Regions from separate parts of the Mus musculus genome. Here regions 1, 2, 4 and 5 are each linked to region 3. Evidence: chromatin contacts called from public promoter capture Hi-C data. All regions are on one chromosome and are shown on one strand. Each heading gives the region's core, a stretch centred on a gene start, on an enhancer-like site or on the middle of the called end of the contact. The rest is flanking DNA. Distances are from core to core; before and after follow the strand shown. Region 1 holds the start of Grhl1 (grainyhead like transcription factor 1). Region 2 holds the start of 2900060N12Rik (RIKEN cDNA 2900060N12 gene). Region 3 holds the start of Iah1 (isoamyl acetate-hydrolyzing esterase 1 homolog). Region 4 holds the start of Hpcal1 (hippocalcin-like 1). Region 5 holds the start of Klf11 (Kruppel-like factor 11).

What was found. Promoter capture Hi-C pulls out the DNA fragments that hold promoters and counts their contacts.
Region 1: a promoter capture Hi-C map of hematopoietic stem and progenitor cells shows a contact between it and region 3. The contact joins the promoter of Grhl1 here to the promoter of Iah1 in region 3. A contact is called at or near these places in 6 of 39 promoter capture datasets (cranial neural crest, frontonasal cranial neural crest, hematopoietic stem and progenitor cells and 3 more).
Region 2: a contact with region 3 is called in a promoter capture Hi-C map of pre-B cells. The contact joins the promoter of 2900060N12Rik here to the promoter of Iah1 in region 3. A contact is called at or near these places in 3 of 39 promoter capture datasets (cranial neural crest, frontonasal cranial neural crest and pre-B cells).
Region 4: a promoter capture Hi-C map of the HPC-7 cell line shows a contact between it and region 3. The contact joins the promoter of Hpcal1 here to the promoter of Iah1 in region 3. A contact is called at or near these places in 7 of 39 promoter capture datasets (the HPC-7 cell line, cranial neural crest, embryonic stem cells and 4 more).
Region 5: a contact with region 3 is called in a promoter capture Hi-C map of pre-B cells. The contact joins the promoter of Klf11 here to the promoter of Iah1 in region 3. A contact is called at or near these places in 4 of 39 promoter capture datasets (cranial neural crest, maxillary cranial neural crest, pre-B cells and 1 more).

What each region holds. Positions count from the first base shown.
Region 1 is chr12:24,571,025-24,573,724 of GRCm38.p6, forward strand. It overlaps Grhl1 (grainyhead like transcription factor 1), which reads left to right and starts at 1,263. Exons shown (of 16, transcript NM_001161406.1): 1 at 1,263-1,434. The coding sequence starts at 1,415.
Region 2 is chr12:24,829,958-24,832,657 of GRCm38.p6, forward strand. 2900060N12Rik (RIKEN cDNA 2900060N12 gene) reads right to left here and starts at 1,360. Exons shown (of 3, transcript NR_166876.1): 1 at 863-1,360. It overlaps Mboat2 (membrane bound O-acyltransferase domain containing 2), which reads left to right and starts at 1,642. Exons shown (of 13, transcript NM_026037.3): 1 at 1,642-1,817. The coding sequence starts at 1,743.
Region 3 is chr12:21,315,037-21,317,736 of GRCm38.p6, forward strand. It overlaps Iah1 (isoamyl acetate-hydrolyzing esterase 1 homolog), which reads left to right and starts at 1,356. Exons shown (of 6, transcript NM_026347.3): 1 at 1,356-1,476; 2 at 2,340-2,392. The coding sequence starts at 1,396. Cpsf3 (cleavage and polyadenylation specificity factor 3) reads left to right here. Exons shown (of 18, transcript NM_018813.3): 18 at 1-20.
Region 4 is chr12:17,689,385-17,692,084 of GRCm38.p6, forward strand. It overlaps Hpcal1 (hippocalcin-like 1), which reads left to right and starts at 1,425. Exons shown (of 5, transcript NM_001361645.1): 1 at 1,425-1,662.
Region 5 is chr12:24,649,952-24,652,651 of GRCm38.p6, forward strand. Klf11 (Kruppel-like factor 11) reads left to right here and starts at 1,420. Exons shown (of 4, transcript NM_178357.3): 1 at 1,420-1,615. The coding sequence starts at 1,574.

The sequences.
Region 1 (2,700 bases), core at 13-2,512, 3.3 Mb after region 3:
CACCCCGGGTCATGCTTCTGGCTACTATTTATCTTTTGCTTGTCTCTTTTGAAATTGCCTCCTGCTGATTCCCTACCATTCAGTGACCAGATTATTTGAAAACACGAGTGAAGTCTGTCTATGCCCTACCGCAAGTCCTTCAAAGCTTCCTCACTTAAGGCCTTACAGAAACCCGCGGGGCTCTACAGTTTGCACCAGTGCCCAGTTACTCTCTGGCCACACTGCTTTCCTAGCTCCTCAGTGGACACACTCGTGTCTCCTCTATCACGGTCTATAGCTGTGCCTTCACCCTTATGCCCACCCCCTCGCCATCTACATCTTTAAACCCAGAGAGCTCCACTCTACTTTCCCCATCCACCTGCAAAGAGTGCCATCTCTCTCCGCACACCAAAGGAGTCACCGTGACTCTCAAAGTAGGACGCTCTAGGAGGCAGGAAAATTTGCCTGCTCTGTCTCTGCCTTGTCCTCTCTGTCTAGGTCCCTGTCTCTACTGTTGTAGGCCTGAGGCTGAGGTTAAAGAAACCGACCCATAGGAAAATGGTTTAAAAAGGGGTTAGGATATGGGAGGAAAAAGTGGAAGCCAATCTGGAGCTGGCCAAACAGAAAGACCACACAGGTAGTAGGTAGGGGTTGAGGATGCTAAAGTCCAAATATAGCGCTGGGCAGATGAAGAGCCAAGCAAGTTCAGATGCCCTCAGGAGGCTGGTGGGGACCTCTGGGGCTTGGGAAGGTGTCTTAGAGTGATGCTTTTGACACTTGATAGGTGCCCAATAAACAGGGACCGCTGGCCGGGGAAACGTGGGTTATTAAGAGGCTGTGCAGATTGGCGACTGTCACATGGTGGGCACTGAGAGATGAACCAGAAGGAAACCTCCAAACCTGCACAGCTGCAAAGAAATTCCCTAGGTATTTCCCAGGCAGAGGCCTTGGGGCCGGAGAACTGACCGCGAGAGAGAACTGGAAGGTGAAACGCGCCCACGCGGGTGTGCGCCGAAGCCTCTCGGCGCCGGCGGCACTACCGGCCGGCGCCACCGGGGCCAGCCGCGCGCAAGCTCCCCAGCGCCGCTGAGCACCGCCGAGCACCGCGTGGCCCCCGCCCTCCGGTCCGCCCCCAGGCTCCTCCCCAGAGCTCCATCTCACCAATCAGGAGGAGCTCCCTCCTCCCAGTTCCAGAAGCTCCGCCTTGGGCCGGAGCTCCGCCAGCCAATGGGAGGCCGAGCCCAGCGCCCAGTGCGCGCAGCCCGCGCCGAGCCGGCTCAGAGCGAGAAAAGCGAACCCAACCCGTCGGGGCCGCCGCTCCGGACCCACCGCCTGCCGCCGCGCGCCGCCCGCCGCCGCCTCCTCCCCCCGGATCGGGTGTACTGTCCCAACCCGAAAGTCCAGTTCTGCGGCCCGGCAGCGGCGAGCGAGCGCGATGACACAGGAGTACGACAAGTGAGTGAGGCGCGGGCGCGAGTCCGGCCAGGGCCCGGGGGCCACCGCACCTGCCGCGGCGACGGCGCGGGTTCCGGGAGCTGGGAGGACAGGCTGGGTGGGGCGAGGCTAGGGGGTGGGGGGGGACACTCGGCCTGTCGTCTAAGGGCTCCCGGGCTCCCGGGCCCCGCGCTCATGGACCGGTGGGGACGGGTGGACCCTGGGCAGCCTCCTGTCACCTGCGGAGCTGCCGGAGCGAGAGATCTAGGGGAAGGTTGAAGTGTCCGCTGCCCGCGCGTTTTCTTCACTCCGGCTGCTGTGTGAGAAATCTGCTGTGGGTGTTCTTGGGCCCTTGCATCACCGATGGTAATTACAGAAGACTATTTTTGCCGTTTGGGAATATCAAGAGGAAGAAACTGCACGCAGGGTGATAAAGTTAGAGACCACTGTCGAATCGGGATTGCTTTTTAGAGTTTGGGACATAAGAAAGCAGCGAGAAATGTTCAGTGATGATGTAAGATGTGATCAGACGTTGGCAGGACTTGTGTGGGGGCAGTTCTCGATTTTACTCGCAACTTTTCTATAAATATGAAGATGTTCTGAAAGATCAAGTCTGTCTTATCTCGGCTCAGTAAATCTGGAGTGAAGAATTGGTTTCATAGTTAACTTGTTAAGGGTGGATTTTTCTCATGCTTGTTTTCTGATGAAGGTTAGCTGAGTGTGGAATCAGTAAGAGATTAATCTTGTCTTGTAGAAAATGAAGTTCAGGTAGTGCTCGGCTTTCCTTTTAGAATCCTGACCTATAACTCTTGAAGGTCTGAGGCTCATTTGAAAACACCCATGAACCTTCAGGGCCGGAGCAACAACTTGCTCTTCTTGAAGAAGTGGGCTGCAATTGTTCATGTGTTTATTTCTCTACTTACTGACTAGGCAAAAGTCCCAGTGCCAGCCTCTTGGCCTTAGGCATACTTTGGAAATATAAAATGCCTTCAGGGTAATTGCAGACATAAAGCCACTTGGAAAATATTTATTTTCTGATGCTTGTACCAATGTTGGATGGGATGGGAGAAGGGAAGCTTGAAAAACTAGCATTACGACTGTTGAGCGAGCCAACTGCTGTCAGAGTCTTCTGGAAGTGGCTATTAGACTATTAATAATAGCTCAGCAGTACACCAGAGACTCTCACCACGGAACCGGAACCGCCATCTCTATCGGCCTCAGGACCCAAAGGCTTGCTTGCGGGGAATGCTAGGTTGTGTATTGCTTTCTTCGGATAAAACTTGAGAT
Region 2 (2,700 bases), core at 110-2,609, 3.5 Mb after region 3:
CAACACGTCCCTAAAGGGGGGGGGGGGAGGAGACAGAGACAAAGAGGTCCTCGATCCAAGGTTATATTAATAGAGAGGTCCAGACTTGGGACTATTTTAGGAAGTAGATTATTGGACAGGTTTGATTTCTAATTGGTCCCAGCTAGTTGGAACACAATATTAAGAGTGAAAGATCTCAATTATTTTCTCCCCATCCTCTAAAAGACTACCTTACTAGGACTCAGCTGTTCACCCAGAGAATATTAGCAGCAAGAGACTATCCCAACTAAATTCAATAACCCCCTTTTCAGAGAGAGCTGAGTCCACAGCCAGGTTTCCTGAAGCACTACTTGCCCGCTCTTACTACTGAAGCCTCTAGAGTGGTCCTTGAGGAAGTGCTGTACCTAGTAGTTGATGGCTATTCTGGAGTGGGTGTTAAACCTGAGAATGAAGAGGGCCTTGTCTTTAAGAGGTCAAAACTGGGGCTAAATTAGTTGGATCTCAGGCCCCCCCCCCCCCCACACACTGTTATTTAGCTCTTGGTTAAGTTATGTAATTTTTCTGGAATTCAATTTCCTTGCTAGATTGAGGGTGGTTACAATACCTGCCTCACATGGTTGTTGTGGGGACTCACATAAGTCTACCTTTAAAAGCAGTGTTAGCAGCACATTTAAACCCCCGCCCCCCTTTAAATATTAGTTTCCAAATCCTTGGATTTTGAGAGGACGATGCTGGCATTTTCCAGGTGTTCCCATGGCTAGTTTAAAGGGTAAGAGATCACATTTGTAGGGCTGACACACTAACTGCCCTCCTGGAATGGAGGTGTGGACACAGCAGAATTCACATCTGGCAGAGAGGCTCGCAGGCACGAAGGGATGCTTACCAGCAGCCTTTCCTTTGAGGAGGCGGGGCCTTTACATGCCGGCCGCTGGCTACCCAGGCTTTCCCTCGGGCGCTGCCCAGGTCCGACCTGTTTCCCTCTCAGCTGGATGCGCGGTGAGGGCATCGTCCCAGCGCGGCCGATCAGGCCCAGGTGGGCGGCGGGTGAGGTAGGACCACCCGGCTTTCCGCAAGTTTGGGCAGCCCAGGAGACAAAGGCACTTTCTGCTTTGGGGTTCTTGTAGCGCGTCTCCCTGAAGCTCCCAGCCCCCTACCTTTGTTCCCAACTTCCCCCGGCGCTGCAACTCTTTGTCTGGCCGCCACCCCGAGCCCCTTTGTTGTCCACCGTCACTGCCAGTGAGGGGTGGGGACGGCGCCCACCATTCCTGAGAAAGGAAGTGAGCAGAGGCGGAGGCAAAGCCGCCCTCACACGCCCCCACCAGCTAGCCTGACTCTCGGTCGCCCTCGGGCGACAGCCATGGTCGAGCCTCAGCCCCTCGCTGGGGTCCTCAGCACGGAGGAGGGGCGCGGCGAGGCCAGCGTCCTCTGATTGGCTGTGGGAGTCGGGGCGCCGCGACGCCATTGGACCGCGGAGCTGTCTGGCGCACGAGTGCGCGAGGTGGGGAGGGGGCTCTGGAAGCTGCTGGAAATCGGGCCGCCCGGCGGCGTGAGGGGGCCGCGCGGCTGGGTGGGCGGGGCGCCCAGCAGTGGGCGGGGCCACTAACTCCGCCCACTGCCCCTCCCCGCGCGGCTGCTCCGACCGCGGGCGGCCGAGGGGCGGGCGCGCCGCTGCATCCCCATCCTCGGCGTAGCTCGGCACAGAGCGAGCAAGCAAGCAAGCGGCGCCTGGCCGGAGCGAGCGGACGCAGCGCCGAGGCCCGGCCATGGCCACCACCAGCACCACGGGCTCCACCCTGCTGCAGCCCCTCAGCAACGCCGTGCAACTGCCCATCGATCAGGTACCGGCGTCCGGGGCGTCGTGCCCTGGCCGCCTCTGCCGGCCGCGGTGCCACCCGGGCGGGAGCAGGGTGGGGGCTGGGGCCGGGACCGCCGTGCCCGGCGCCCGGCGGGGCGGGGGCGCGCGGCTGGCCTTGTCCCCTCGGCTGTCGCTCCGGCTGGTGCCTCTGTGCCCACCCAGCCTCCCATCGCCGCCCGGGCGGGGGTGGGCGCGGGCGGAGGCTCGGCGACAGCCCGCCGGGGAGGGCTAGACAGACGTGCGCGCGTGCATGCTGTCGCTGCCGGGCCACCGGGCGTCGGACCCGGGAGTCCCGGGACCGGTGGACCTGGCACTGCTGCGGGTTATCGGGAGACTAAGAATGGTTTGGGTGCCGAGTGCCCAGGACACGGCGTGGATGGACGAGGCTTAAGCTCTTCTGCACTTGGGGACAGTTTGCATTGAAGTGTGGCTCAATAGACGGAGAGGCAACAGTTTGGGGGAAGACAGGTTATGAAGAGAAGTCAACGTGACTTCACGATGCTAGGGTTTCTGGTGAAAAAGTTGCAGCTGTGGATAGGAGCAGCCATCCTACCCCCTCACCCTACCCCCAGAGAAGCTTTTGACACTAGGGAAGGCTGGCATTTAAATGAGGCCAGTCGAATTTGATTGTTTAAAGGGCCTCAGGATTACTGAAATAAACAGCATTGGGATGGAGAAAGCAGCGCCATTTTTATTGAGCAAAGGAACTTTGGAAGTATGTCCTGAGAAAGGTCTGGGAAAGTTGTTGGTGGGGTATGGTTAGATAGCTGGTCTAGCTCCAGTACTGAAGGAAATTGACTTTGGAAATTCAGCCTAACATTATTTCTGATCTGGAGGTGTTTGCACTTCCAAGGGCTATGGGCTCA
Region 3 (2,700 bases), core at 106-2,605:
CTGAGTTTTGAGTTGAATGCAAATGTTGTGCCACAGCTTTGAAACCCCTGTTCTCCACACCCTTACCCAATTCCTTGGCTTATGATTCTAAAACCACCACTTTTAGGACTCATCTGTTATGGGATCTACATGTTCAATTCAGAGATGGGGTTTTATGCCTCAGATGTAGTGTGAGTTAGTTCATTAGTCTGGTTTTCTAAAGGACATAAAATTCAGACCAAGGAGAAAGTGGGTGGAGCTCAGTGATGTTTCTCTGATGTTAAAATTAGTCAGTTCAAGCCAGATTCAAGTACATAAAAAACGCAGGTTTGTTGGGCCATCAAGTTCACTGGTCCCAGGGCTGTCAAGATGGCTCAGCGGGTAAGACCACTGACTGCTCTTCTGAAGGTCTGAGTTCAAATCCCAGCAACCACATGGTGGCTCACAACCACCCGTTATGAGATCTGCTGTCTGAAGATGGCTACAGTGTACTTACATATAGTAATAAATAAGTCTTGGGGCTGGACCAGAGCAAGCAGAGGTCCTAAATTCAATTCCCAACAATCACAACCATCTGAACAGCGTACTCATATACATAAACAAATCTTAAAAAAAAAAGTTCATTGACTACTACAGAAGAGTCCAGCCCCTGTGCTGGACAGTCCAGGGTTGGGGGCAGGGTACCAGGTAGGGGCTGAGCAGCGATGCTGAAAGAACCTGGAGGCCAGGTTTGCTATCTATGTAAAATAGCAACACTTCAGTTCCTTGCTGGGATTGTCACCCTTCTCAAGGGAGTGCTTCTCCTTCAGAGCACACTATCAAGGCAAAGAACTTCGCCCATGTAGCCTGTCTTGTCTACCTACCCTCTTGGGTGTGTAAACGCTCCGGTGCTTTGCTAACAGTGTAAATCTGACTTCCTTAAAATGAAATTTCTATAAAACAGCCAAATTCCCATGTTTTTGGCCTATACCAAAAGCCTAGGGCCCCCATAACATACAAAAATTTATTACATAAAACTAGAAATTTCCTTTTAATAGCTGGGGCATGTGATACCGTGAAGTCAGGCGGTCTACAGTGAGGGTCCCTAGACACCTCTATCTTTTACTGTGCCCATCAAGTCCAGTACTGGAAGAGGAAATCCTCCACTTGGGCATGGCCAAAAATGGACGAGTGCTCCTGCTAAAAACGAGATTTCCAAGCACCACAGCTATCCCCAGTCTCGGAGAGGCGGGGTTGGGGTGAACCGGTGGCAGGACTCACCCGGCCGGGGACACTCGCTTCAGGAGACCTGAGTGCAAAGAGGTTTGATCTGGGGCTCACCCCGCCCACGGCTAGCCCCGCCCGCAGCTAGCTCCGCCCACGGCGCGAGGCTCCTCCACATCCGGCGCAGCCCTGCGGGGTTTTGGGCTTTCTACCATGTCGCTGTGCGAGCGAGCTGCTAGCGGGAGCGCTCTGCTCTGGCCTCGCGTGTTGCTCTTCGGGGACTCCATCACGCAGGTACCCGCCGCACCCTCGGCTGCATCCGCGTGCGTGTCGGAGCAGTCCAGGCGCGGTTCTCCCCCACCCCACCGTGCTCCGCGAGCCGGTACGGATCCCGAGCTGCCCGACTCCCCCGGACTCTGGATGGCCCGGTGCGCGTCGGGGTGCACGGGAGCTTAAAGGGTCCGCCTTCGCTTGGTTGCAACCTCCTGCGGGTTCTTCACCGAAGCTACTTTGAACTTTGAACCGACTAGTTCACTCCTCTCTTCCTCAAGCGGCTTAGGTCCAGTACCAAGTGGTTTTTGAAAACAATGCTTTCAACAGCATGAAAAAGTAACCCTATCTGAAAACATATAGTTCCCGATTGAGGAAATTCTTCAAGATGCCTTCCTTCAGGGAGATTAAAAAACAAAACAAAACAAAAAAAGACGCTTCTCCACAATTTACTCGTACGCGGGCTTGGCTTTCCCTAGTAATTGGCAACATTGTTTTTAGATATTGGGCATTAAGTTTTTGTGAGTGGGCGAGATGGCGCAATACTGCTGGAGGATTGCCATGACTGTCAGGGAAATCAATAGAGCATAGGCTTCCTTAGTTTTCAGCTGTGGAGAAATGGGATAACATTATGTCAGCTGACTCAACATAGTTGAGCTTTCTGCTGTTCAGATAACGAATGTCTCTAATGTTAGGTCACAGTAAAACCCTCTCATGTCCAGAGAGTTTCCAAGTGAAGCCACAGTAATTCTCAAAATACCTTCCCAAGCAAGGAAGGCAAGAAAGAAGCCTGGGAGTGTCTAAACGGAGTCTGCATCTAACAGGCCTGGCCCACCACCATGCCATAGTGTATAGCTGTGTGGGTAGTAACAGACTTCTTTCTTCAGTTTTCTTTCCAGCAGGGTGGATGGGGCTCGTTGCTGGCTGACAGACTAGTCAGGTAAGAACAGTTCCTAGATTGTACTTGGCTACTTTCTGGTGGGAAGCATAGTCAGAGTGAATGGTGGAGGCTTTTATCTGCTAGCTTTCCCCTCCTGGATACATGTTAAAGGAAAGGAATTCAGGTTCAACAAAATCGAGTTTCTACCACATGGGAACCAGCAGCACTTGTATTGGCTGCTCTGCCTTCCTGGAACCTTTCAAACCAGCCTGTTAGTGGGTTCCTAACGTTCTGTACCCGTTTGGTTAACGTCTATCGGAAAGTCCATTTTAGATGTACCTTGAGTCACCACTAAAATGTATAGAATT
Region 4 (2,700 bases), core at 175-2,674, 3.6 Mb before region 3:
AGGATATCTGAAGGCTTCTGCCTCAGCCATCCACTTTCTGGGAACCTCCTACCTGTAACCCTAGATACCTGTGTGGTGCTGTGCTACAGAAAGGGGCAGACTGACCTCCCGTGGGGTCTTTACTGAGAAGGAAGCGATCATGGCCAGAGAGACCCAAAGGTTAGCCCTCGAAATCAGTCAGGTGGTGCGCTGTTAACTCTCACAGCTGTCATTCCCTTGAGCCCTCTGGGTTTAGTTTTGCCTTTCTGCACCAGAGGCAGGGAGGAGTGGAGAAGGCCCCAGAGCTCCACCTCCGAGCTGCTCTACTACAGGTACCCCTGGCAGCCTCCTGAATAGTAGGAGTTCACTCACATGTTTTTGTGGAGGAGGATTTGAAGGAGGGATTTGAGTTTTTCCCTAGAGACGCCAGAGAGACAGTTTCATCTCTGCACAACAGGCTCGCCCAGCTCCTCATATAAGCTGTTTCTGTGGTTACCTGTCTTCTGGGATATTTGCAGTGGGTGGGCATGGCAGGTGCGATCTGCCAGAGTATGCTGGGAGTCTGAAGGAAGCACCACTGGGACCCACAAGGCCAGATGTCCCTATTATGGGAGATGTCAACCAAGCCCCCGCCTCCTCACCAGGAAACTGAAACCACACTGAATGTCAGGGAGGCAAAGACCCCAAGAAGGATTCTGGATCTCCTCGTTGTCCAGTTTATTGGTGAGGAAACCGAGGCTGAGGGAATCCAAGGGTTTTCTTGGCAAGATGGCTGGATGAGTTAGCAGAAGTAATTACAGCTGGAACGTAGGTCTTCCACCTCCAGGCCAAGCTCTTCTCTTAAACCACGCGCAGGAAAGTGGGTGACAGATGCACACGGGACTGATGTGGAGAGGGAGGAGATCCTTGCAGGCATCCCAGATGGTCCTGGGGAGCCTAGGGCAACTCAAGCCTCTTTTCCACTTCCCTGGCCATTGGGACTGTACTTCCTTCCAAGTACGGCGGGGGCGGGGGCGGGGGCGGGGTGGGTGGGTGCTGGCGTAAGGCCGGCCCTTTTGGGCACCGCCTCTCGGCCTCTCCCCACCCGCAGGCCAGAGGCCAAGGGTTAGGGAGGTGGGGCCAGTGCTCGGCCCCTCCCCTGCTCTCCTTCCCCTTCCACCCCCCCAGAGTCTCCCCGTCCCGAGTCCCAGTGGCCTTAACACCCATCGTATCCTCTGCTGCGCTGAGAATCTGCGAGTGATCAGGGAGCTATATGGACCAGAGTGGGCGCACCGAGGGTCCAGCAGCGGGTGTGGCAAAGGGCGGGGGCGTGACCAGGCTGCGGCTGAGGCGGGGCTAAGACTGGGGGCGTGGTCGAAGCAGGAGGCGGGTCCGTTGGAAACTTGAGTGCCCGCCCTTGCGATGCGCCCCGCCCCGGCCTCCGCCTCCGGGTCCCGCCTTCTCTTCCCTTCCTTCCCGGGCTGGCGGCGGCTGCGGGTGGTGGACCTGCAGAGCGGCCGTCGCCCACACCTCGCTCTCTCCTGGGCCGGCGGATCCTTTTGTCTCTCCGAGCGGCGAAGGTCGCAGAGCAGGCGCGGCGGCTGCGGGAGCGCAAACGCCCGCTCTCTCGGTCACCTCCCCAGCCTCGGCCACCGCAGAACTTGGGCTCGAGAAGCCAGCGGACCGCGTCCAGCTCCAGAGCCGGTAGGAAAGGGGAAACTGCGGGACTGCGGGGTTGCATGGAGGGAGCGTGTGTGACCCGCTCGCTGCGACCCGGCTGTGAGTGAACGGGTGTGTGTGCGCCGGTACTGATGGTGCCTGTTTCTCTGCGTAGTGGGCTTGCAGCTGACCGCGGACGGTGGCGTGGCTCTAGAATGGCGTGTCCTCGTGGGGATCGTTGCGCTCGATGGGATGTGCACTTTTCAGACTACGTTTGTGGAATTGTGTGTCAGGGCACAGTTGCCGGTGGGGATGGGGACTAGTGCTGGCGGGGTCGAGGGGGGAGCCGCTGTGCGCAGAGTGGGGGTGGCGGGGTGGGCGTGGGCGGTCTGCCCGGGCAAGCTGAGCCCCCGGTTGGTGTCGCTCCGCGCAGTGCGTAGCTCAGGAACCTGAGGGTACGACTAGAATCCGATGGGCAAAGTGCCTGCCTGGTGGCAGCGGGCGTTGACACCCCTCACGGGGTGGGGTGGGGGCGGCAGGTCCACAAGGTTCACTTGGATAATTGTGAGCTTTGATGAGGGATGGGGACCCGCTTGGCTGTGTTCAGCTCTGGGACAGTGGGAAAGACCAACCCAGCCCTGGCCTCGCCGTGACCCGCCCTGAGACCTGAGCCTGACTGAGATGGGCCACCTTTTTGAGTCGCAGTTGGCGTCTGTATCAAGTGAGGGCGGCCCCTCAGGGGCTATCTTGACAGTGTGAGAACGTACTACACGTAGTTCTTGACCCAGAGTCTTGCGCACAGTAGGTGCTCTTCATTGGATTCTCATCTCTTTAAATCTTTTTCTGCCTTTATTGAGGATGACGCTCTCATTTCCTCCTATACGGTGGTTTGTGCCTCCTTCCTTGATCTAACTTCACAGCGAAAGCTTGGAGAGATTGAGAAAGTTTAGGCGGCTGGGTGCGTTGCCTTCTCTCCGCACCTTACTGGCTGCTTGACACGGCCTTCGGGTGTGCGGGGAGCTCGCAGCGTAGGGCGCTAGCCCGGAAGGCTCCTGCGCCCCGGCAGCGTTCCGGAAGGCTGCG
Region 5 (2,700 bases), core at 170-2,669, 3.3 Mb after region 3:
CTAGCTGGTCTCTCTAATTTTAAGACCCCATAACCCTTCCTTAATCCCAATCACCCTCCAAAGGCTCCCTCTCCAAATACTATTAACATATTACTCTGGAGATTATTCTCCAACACATACGCCATAAAACCACGTGTGGAGAGAACAGGAGACAGTAGGGACGTTGGATGGGGCGGAGGCATTATAGGTAAGGGTGAACACGGGGAGTCAGAAATTCAGTGTGGGAATGAAGCAAAAACAATTTAAACAGGCCCAAGTAGAAGACTAACTCCATGTGTGTTAAATGCCCCAGTAGTTAGACATGTGAATTCACCTTTAAACACTCCTACTGTTACTTTCAACAAACTCCCTTTCTTTGGTTCACTTAATTCCATTGTCAAGCCAGTGTGAAACTGAGGAATCAGGGTTGCAACTATAACCCTTAGGCCTTACCAGCTTAAGGACAGGGCTCTCTGCCTGCCTGCCTCTCTGCCTGCTCACCTGTCTGATAAAAATAGGCAGCATAATGTCCAGCTCCTGTCTGCTCATATCAGCAATGATTCTCCCAGACCTCCACTAGTTTCAAGGCTCTGCAGTGAGGCATCAGGGGGTTAGTAGAGGGGTGCCCTATTGCTGCACTGTAGGTTGGAGGTGGGCACGACATACTGCATGCATTGACCTCTGCTCTCCAAGACTTGTGATGAGTGTACATGAATAACCGCACCTAAAGGCCCAAGGGGAAAAAACGGATACTCAGGATTTGGGTCAGGTCTCACGTAGGCCTGAGGACACCCCAAGTGGGTGTCCTTTGTATGGCCACTGGGGAGGATGCGCAGGCTTCATTAGGTACATGTCGAGTGGCTGACTACACGGCTGTAGTTCTTTTGTAGCAGAAGGCAGATTAGAGTAGGAAGAGCATTTGATCTGGCGCCATGCAGGAAAAAGCGGATGTCGTCCCTAAACCCAAGCAGCTTTCAAGCCTCTTCCTGGGCAGAGATGCGGTCCTAAGAGCCAACGACAGCTTAAAAGAAATTAGAGACAGGGTGAGGCCGTCCCTGTGGGTCCCGCCTACCAGATCCGTCCACGGCGTGGGGCCAGCGCGCGACCTCTGCGAGCAGCCCCTGCGGCAGAAGAGGACCTTACTGCGGTCGACTGCCGCCGCGCCGCCGCCGGGACCTTTCCCCTACTTTCCAGGCCTCACGCCCCGCCTCTAGCCCGGACCAAAACACGTGCCGCCGCCCGCCCCGCCGGATCACGCCGCAGCCAGGCTCCGATCACGCGCCCCCCCGCGGCGCCCATTGGCCCGCTTCTTGCCGGCCTGGCGCTGATTGGCTGGCGGCAGAGGCCATGCCCCCAGCAGGGAGCGGTGTATTTTGGTTTGCCCGCGCGCCCCGCCCAGGGCCGCTCCCTCCGTGGCGCCCCGCCCCTCCCGCGCCTCCCGGGCCGCGCGGAGGCAGAGCCGCGCGGCAAGGAAGGCGGAGGTGCGCGCCGGGAACAGACGCTCGGGACACCGCCGCCCGCCGCACACGTGCAGCCTCCGCCGCACGCAGGGCTCCTGCCTCGCAGCATTGCTGCCTGCAGGCCATACGGCACCATGCACTCGCCGGGCTCCACCGGCCCCGGCGACGGGCGCGCGGTAAGTGACGGGGCTGAGCGCGGGACGAGACGGGGGACGCGGGAGGGATGGCGACTTCTCGCTGCGGTGGGGGCTGCGGATTTGCTCTGGTCCGGACAGGGACCCGGAGGCTCGGCCGGGTCAGGGTGGGGAGGGGGGTGTGTTAGCGCGGCAGCCTGCCTTCAGCTTTGTCTCTGGTCCGCTGCGGCCCCGCCCGGCGCGGCTATTTCCAGCCATGACGTCACCCGAATCCAGAGGAGGACCGCTGTTGGATGTGGGCGCGGCTGGCGGGAACTTGGGGGCGGAGTCAAAGCTGGGGCGCAGCATGGGGGCGTGGCCAAAGCTAGGGCGTGGGCAAGCGTGCTTGGAGGAGATATTGGGGGAACTAGATGGGACCAAGGCGAAGGACATGGTGAAAGCACCTGGTAGTAGTGTAAGAGGGCGGAACCGAAGCTAGAGAGCTTGGTGAGAACCTCTGGTAGGACTGTGGGGCGGGGCCGATGTAAGAGTGCATAGTGAGAGTTTATCTAGGGGCGGGGCAAAGGCTAAGCCGAAGGGAGGGAGTGTGGTGAGAGCATCTGGTAGGAGTGCAGTGGGAGGGGCTGTGGGTGGAGCCAAAGTAAAGGTATCTCAGGAGGGTGTGGCCAGAGTGCCTGGATGGGGTTACGACGGAATGAGGAGCAAGGCAATAGTGTGTCTTGATAGGCGAGTGTGCAAGAGTGTGGTTCGAAGAGGTGTGTCAGCCAAGCTTAATGGGCTGGTAAGGGTAGAGCTGGGCGAAGGGTGGAGTCTAAGTGAGAAGGGGTGTGGTAAAATGGGACTTTGCAGGCTTGGGCCCAGGGACTGAGTGAAGTCATGGCAGGGACCTCTGTCAGAAGGTGTAGGGTGTGGAGCAACAGAACCTGATAGAAATGTAGGGGGCCAGAGAAGTGGTGCGGAGCAGGTTCCTGGTGAGAACACAGTATTACATGGACTCAAGGGAACCTACGTTCGCATTCTTTCCTAGTATGGGGCTGGACATTGATTCCACTTGAAGGCTCATAATCAAAATACCCTTCCAGGAGGTTGTCTGGCCCCTATGGTCATATCTTTGCCTGTTCAGTGAA